2 separate regions of the Mus musculus genome follow, and region 1 is linked to region 2. The links are chromatin contacts, called in public HiChIP or PLAC-seq maps. All regions are on one chromosome and are shown on one strand. The core of a region is the stretch at or near the end of the contact, and the rest is flanking DNA. Distances in the headings are between cores, read along the strand shown.

The links. HiChIP or PLAC-seq counts read pairs in DNA pulled down with a chosen protein or histone mark.
Region 1: a contact with region 2 is called in a FOXA1 HiChIP or PLAC-seq map of pancreatic cancer cells. The contact joins two enhancer-like sites.

What each region holds. Positions count from the first base shown.
Region 1 is chr17:66,616,711-66,619,927 of GRCm38.p6, reverse strand. No RefSeq gene overlaps it. Among named protein-coding and RNA genes, the nearest start is that of Themis3, 24 kb to the right of the region's middle. Within about 2 kb of position 1,832, at least 6 of the 459 cell types and tissues checked have an H3K27ac peak or open chromatin away from gene starts, as enhancers often do. A contact at or near this core is called in pancreatic cancer cells, where this site is marked.
Region 2 is chr17:66,233,694-66,237,009 of GRCm38.p6, reverse strand. No RefSeq gene overlaps it. Among named protein-coding and RNA genes, the nearest start is that of Gm20742, 43 kb to the right of the region's middle. Within about 2 kb of position 1,294, at least 30 of the 459 cell types and tissues checked have an H3K27ac peak or open chromatin away from gene starts, as enhancers often do. A contact at or near this core is called in pancreatic cancer cells, where this site is marked.

The DNA of each region.
Region 1 (3,217 bases), core at 583-3,082, 380 kb before region 2:
GATTAGCCTGTTTTGAATATATATTACCTGTGAATGTCTATACACCGAAAGCATTTTTTATTTCTACTCATTAAATCTCAATCAAATAAGTAACAGTACTAAATGACAGAGGTACAGGAGTACTGTCCCTCTAGCCATAAAACAGTGGCAGCTATGGTGGTATGAAATAAATTAACTGCTGGTGTGTTTTAACAAGCAACAGTGGCTGTAGCAGAGGGATGTGTCCCTCAGGAGGAGTTGCTATGGCAAGTCAGGGCTCCAGCCAGCGCATGGTCTGATGCTTTCTGAATGACCCTAGCCGGTCACCTCACCTGCCTCTCCCTGCCTTTCTCTGCACTGTGAGGATGCCCATCACTCACTGCATGGGGCTGTGAGAAAAGAGTGCTAATTACCATATGTAAAACACCTTTAGAACATGTCTGCCACTAGGCATTGCATATACTATTGCATGCTGGGTTTTTTATTTATTTTTAGTGTGTATGTGTATGGTATATGTGGATACATATGCACGGATACATGCAAGTTCCTGTGTGTGCACAGATGTGCACAGGCATACACATATGGAGGAGGCCAAGGGTTGGCATCAGGTATCTACTCAGTCATTCCATGCCTTTTTCTCTTGAGATGAATCTTTCACTGAACCTGGAACTAGACTGGCAGGCAGCAAACTCCAGGGATCTTTTCCTCACATCCGCACAGCGCTTGGGTTGCAGGTATGCACAGCCACATGCAGCTTTTGGTATAAACGCTGGGAATTTTAAATTCAGGTGCTGTGCTTTCCAAGCAGGCTCTCTTAGCCACTGAGCCATCTCTCTGACTCTGCTCATCTTATTACATTCTAAGTTGTGCAAACAGAATAAGAACGCAGGGAAATAACTCTTCAGGGGTAGGCCTGGGTGTCAGGATCAGCATCACCCAGGACCCCACCCTTCTTCTAATGTGACTTCTGGGAAAGCAGAGGCTGAGTTTTTCTGAGATCGGACTTCAGTTGGTAGCTTTGTCCCCTTCTGGTACAGCTGAGCCACAGCACAGCACACAGCTTCCCTCAGAAGTTTCCACACTGCCTTCGCCTGTCCTCTGGGGCCTCGAGAGGTCACCTCTCAAGCCTTCAAGGAAGGACAGACAACACAGACCACACAAGTCTGGAGTCCGGCTACCAGGCAGAACAACTCTTTTGTTCCTTCTCTTCCAGCTCCATTTGGCTTCCCCAGCTCCAGACCTTTGGCTCCTCTTCTCATCCCGTCATATTGCCTGACATATTTCAATGCTCTTTTCCTGCTGCCACCTCTGACAGTTACCTCTGTCTTGTGGTTGCTCTTCTCTCTCGTTTGCTTTGTCTTCTGGATGGCTACTTTCCCCCGTAAGCGAACTTTGAGAGCAAGGTATTTATTCCTTGAATTGGGTTTTTGTTTTGTAAGGGGCAGCATAACATCACCTGCTGTCTAACCCCGTGATGGGAGGGCAGGATGGACGCAAGGAAAGAGTCGAGTCAGAGTGCTGTGGCTGAAGACGATGGGCACAGAAGTTATCTATGAGAAGCTTAGTCTCCAATGTGGCTGAGCTTCGGGGATAAGCCCTAAAGGAGAAAGGGACTAATGTGATTCTCAGCCTTGGGTCCCGACCCCTTGGGGGTTGAATGACACTTTCCCAGGGGTCACCTCAGACCATTGGGAAACACTGACATTTACATTATGATTCATAAGGAAAATTACAGGTATGAAGTCACAACAAAACTAATTTTATGGTTGTGGTCACTACCACATGATGAACTGTGTTAAAGAGTCACCACATTAGGAAGGCTGAGAATCACTAATCTAATGTTCAATAGGGTACTTAGATGACTCAGGATCTCTGCTTACAGAACCTCTAGTCTTTATGGAGTAGGAGGAGAAAACTCCAGTGCTGTGTGGTTACAGCAGAAAAGGGACAAAACCACACAATGCAGGACGGCCTCTCTTAGAGTCCTCATCGGCTATGTGGGAAGCCAGGCCCATGGTGCCAACCCACAGTCTCCTTCTTGGTTCAGGCTATGGAGAGAAGACAGTCTCATCTGGTCTCCCCCTTCAATGTGCTGTGCTGATGGAAATGGTGGTAGCCAAGAAGTAGGCTGAGAGGACTTCCTACCTTGACCTTTGTGTGACCTAGGTGCCGTGTAGAGTGTCTGGGCGTCAATCCTATCCAACATGACACCAGCCACTAACACTCTTGAGCTATGTGCTAGATCTGAGTCTTTGCTCGTACTAACTAGGGTCCTCCAAAAGCTATTACACTGACACTGCTATTAACCTCACTTCCTGGTTGAAGAACTCCATAGGGCTAGAAATCTAAGGCCTAGAAATCCAGGATAGTGTGCCCAGTTATCACAGGTAGAGAGTAAGGGACTTAGGAAGTTGAGGTTGCACCATTTATTCTTGGCCCTAGTACTAAATGGTAAGGTGATTTCTGCTTTTGACTCAATAGGTAGATAGTTGAATGATACAGTTTGTCCCTCAAAGGTTGATGTCCTAGAAACTAATTCCTAATAGTTGAGGGGTAGTAGGACTCTTAAGAGGTAGAACCTGGATGAGTAGTGGCGATATGCTACATCCACTCCAGTGGTGACAAGCACGACAGGCCCCAAAAACCTGTTCACAGAAACTTAGTCTCCTGGGACCGTGGCATCCTGTATAACGAATGCTCCAATGTCCTTGCTTTAGTTGGTAAACGGATCTGTGTGCTTTCCTTTAATATTGCTTTATTATAAGTGCTCCTAAGGATTGATTCTTTGACATATAGCTAAGTTAGATTCTAGGCAGTCCTTGATCCGAACCTGGGCATGGATAGCTAAGTCACTGCCCTACACAGGAATGTACCATTATCTAGGAAGAAGGAAGTGTGTGATCTAAGGAGGAACCAGAGTAGATACTTAGAACTATAGATAGCTGAGTTACACCCATATACAAGTATTTACAATGGCCTAGGGAGAAGGTGGACTATACAGTAGACTAGAATAGGAACTATGGCAAGGGCATGAAGCCCTTGTCCCTGGCTTCTAAGTTTAAGCTGACTTTATGTGGGACTGTTTTTTATCCCAGTTGTTAACATTGAATTTTATCCCCATTGGTTCCTGCCAGTCCTTTGTGTTTGCATTCCTCTGTTCTATGTAAGGATCCCGTAACCTCCTTGTACCTTGCCAGTGTGTCACCTAAATTCCCTATTTTCTTCTGTATAAAAAGTT
Region 2 (3,316 bases), core at 45-2,544:
GGGCCTGCAGGATGCAGGCAAAGGGACAGTTAGACTGCAATCTTGCCTTTCTCTTGCACTCAAGTCATCTTCTTGTCTGTCGGCCCTGGAAGCAGCCTTCTGCGGAAGTGCTAGCTCACATCTCTATGGTTGTCCGTCTGATGGTCCTGAATTCTAACTGTCTTGGCACTGACTGGCAGGACTGCTGAGGGGCTGGTGGAGGGTGCTGGGGGGGGAGCTGGGGGGGGGGGGTCAGGGGTGGAATCTTCTGATCACCTGATCATTTCCCCTTTGTGAACTCATTGTCCATTGATTCAATACCTCAGTTACATCTATGCATCCTTTACCTTTGCCATAGCACACGAGGTGACCCCAGGTATTGATCGTGACCCCAGGCATTGATCGTGCACAGTCGCAGGTACCGCACTCGAGAGGAGCAGGTTAGGGTTGAGAGAGCCTGATGAAAAATCCTGTCTGTCCCCAGCTCTGATTTAGAAGGCCCAGGTGCAGTCCTACAGTCCCCGGGCAACACAGAGTGACACTGAACTTCCCAGCAAGTGAGAGAGGCCTGCATCCAAGGCCCCCTCCTATACCAAATCCTCATTCCAAGAGCGCACCTCACAATCCTGCAACCAGTCCTTCGGTGGCAGCGTCTGAAAGCATGCACAGTTCAATGACTTCTTGCAGACACAGGAAATCCACGCACTCAAGTCCAGCTCGAGATGTTCCTCGGAGCTCTTCAGAGTCGGCACTGCAACACAAAGGAGCAGGCAGCCTTCCTCCAGACTCCTCTCTAGGATTTGCCCAGGTATAGTGCCACCACTTGGGGGGGGGTTTCTTGCCTCAGCTTGTGGTCATGCCTCTGCCTGCCCGTGAGCCTCTCACAGATGAGGCATTCAAGAAACTTGGTGGTGTAAGCCTGTAATCCTAGTAAATTTGAGGCCAGCCTGAGCTGCGCAGCGAGAATACATTTCAAGGAAAACTAAGCCGTGAACTCTCTCCCTTACTAGGTAATAATCATCGCTCAGACTCTTACATTCCTGCTCGAAGTACCATGTACTTGGCAGCATTCGAGGTAACTGTTTATTGCATACGGAGCCCTGTGAGTTAATACAGATAGCGCCATTAGCCCCGTGGCCATCTTGGCTGAGGCTGGGAAATACAATCGCTACAAGCCTGCTGGGACCCATCTTTCTCTCCCCAGCATGGATAGAAGATGAAGTCCATCCCCTGCTCTGGAGAGCAGGGTATGAGGAGCTATTTGGTACCTGTACCCTCTGCTGAGCCCCTCAACACTCTGTCACCCTTTATAGGGTAGGGAGGGAGGCTCAAGGGGATTAAAAGACCCGGCTGAGGTCATGTCGTACTGCAGCCTGGATTAAGCCAGGATCACGTGATGGCAACGCCATATGTTTTCTAGTTTGAACTCCTGAATTCTCCCCCCTCCCCCCAACTCTCCCTCCTCCCTTTCAGGTTAAGTATAATCCTAGAAGCCATGAACTGCACTTAGGTGACTGAGCTTTACAAGGATATTTAAGAGTTCTAATGGAGCTTTTTAACAGAAAGGCACATACACACATGCGCGCGCGCGCGTGTCTTTTGGGATGTCTGTTGGGGTGGGAAATGCACCTTACAATGAACAGCGCTGGCCCCAGGACAGCCTGTGAGCCACAGAAATGGTGGACAGGCACATTGTCAGTGGTTTAGCATGCTTTTGGCGCCATCTAGTGGTCGGAGGGGGGAATGTGCCTCTGAGAAAACCCATTCTCCCCCAAGTCATTGGAGCGTGCTTGCCTCCAGGTGAGTAACGTTAGAGCACAGGTTACCCATGATCCTTCCTACTGTGCGCACGGATGTATTTGTCTTTCCTCGTGAGCTCAAGTGTTTTTTTTTTTTTTTTCTATTTCCAAGTCTTCCTACGTTTAAAGAGAAATTCTTTAAAAAGAATTTCCAGAAGCTGGGCGTGGTGGCACACGCCTTTAATCCCAGCACTCGGGAGGCAGAGGCAGAGGCAGGCGGATTTCTGAGTTCGAGGCCAGCCTGGTCTACAAAGTGAGCTCCAGGACAGCCAGGCCTATACAGAGAAACCCTGTCTCGAAAAACAAAAAGAAAAAGAAAAAGAAAAAGAAAAAAAAAGAAGAAGAATTTCCAGAAGATTCGTGTTTTAGATCACTCTTCATACAACAATGCGTAGTTTATCTGGGTCCCCTACGCTGGCATGGACAAGCCTCGTGCTGTAGGAATACCCCAGACCGGCTTTAGGCAGAGGTCAGATGCCTCAGAGCGCCACTTCACTGGCAAACCCACGGCTTCCGCGTATTTCCCAGCAACCTCGGGCCAGGCTTCTGTGAGGACGGTGACGTTTGCGTGGCAATCCTATAAGGTTGGTGTGATTGTTCCCATCTGATAGCTGTAACGCACCCAGTGAGGTTGTGACAAAAAGCGATTGGTGAATTGCGTGGTGAGTGAGAAGCCAAAAGCGGCAGACGGGAGGCCAAAAGCAGGGGAAAGACTGATCACAAAACAGCGCTGCCCCCAAAGAAGGCACAGGGAGAGCGCACATACTCCTGTGGGGGTCGGCCCACTCCTAAGCATTCTCATTAAGGAGTACACGCCTGGGCTTGTTTAAGATCATAAAGCCCATGTTTAAAATACTAAAGCAAAAACGAGCATACCCCTGGGGCATGCTAGTTTGCCCCATAGAATTTTAGATGAAAATAAATGAAAAGCTACTTTGAAGGAGCATTAATAAGAGGGGTTTCACCAAAGGTGCCTACCTCACTCCGGGACAAAGAGTATCACACAGGTTCATTCCCTGTCAGGCAGGCCCGTTTACCTAACTTCCCCTGATTTCTTCTAAAGCGGTGTCTCTACTCTGAGCATTTTGTTTTGCCCTTTATTTAGATATATTATCTTTCTCTAAGGAAGATACTTAAACCCTGTAAAGGGATCGTTCCATTCCGTGTCATCTTTATTTGTACAGATTCTCACAGATTGATTATCTATTCAAGGGCTTCCATCCTCAGCATGCGTCCTTCTGTAAGGAACACGGTGTTGATATTCCTCAAGATGGAACTGGGATTCCCCAGGGTCTGAGAGAAACTCGGATGTTAAATATTAACCTGCAAACGTGTTTTCCCATGGAAGAGGGCAGCCAACAGGATACTGTCAAAGGATAAAGGCTGGGGGGGGGGGGGGGGGGATTGTCCAAGAGCTCCCTCTTGAGGCCAACCTAGAACAACCTAGAAGTAGGCAATAGGCGAGCTGGGTTAGTGTTCCTGGTAAACCGATTTCTAGGCAGGTCATAAAGTGAGTCTGCTCGTCCCGGGCTCAGGAG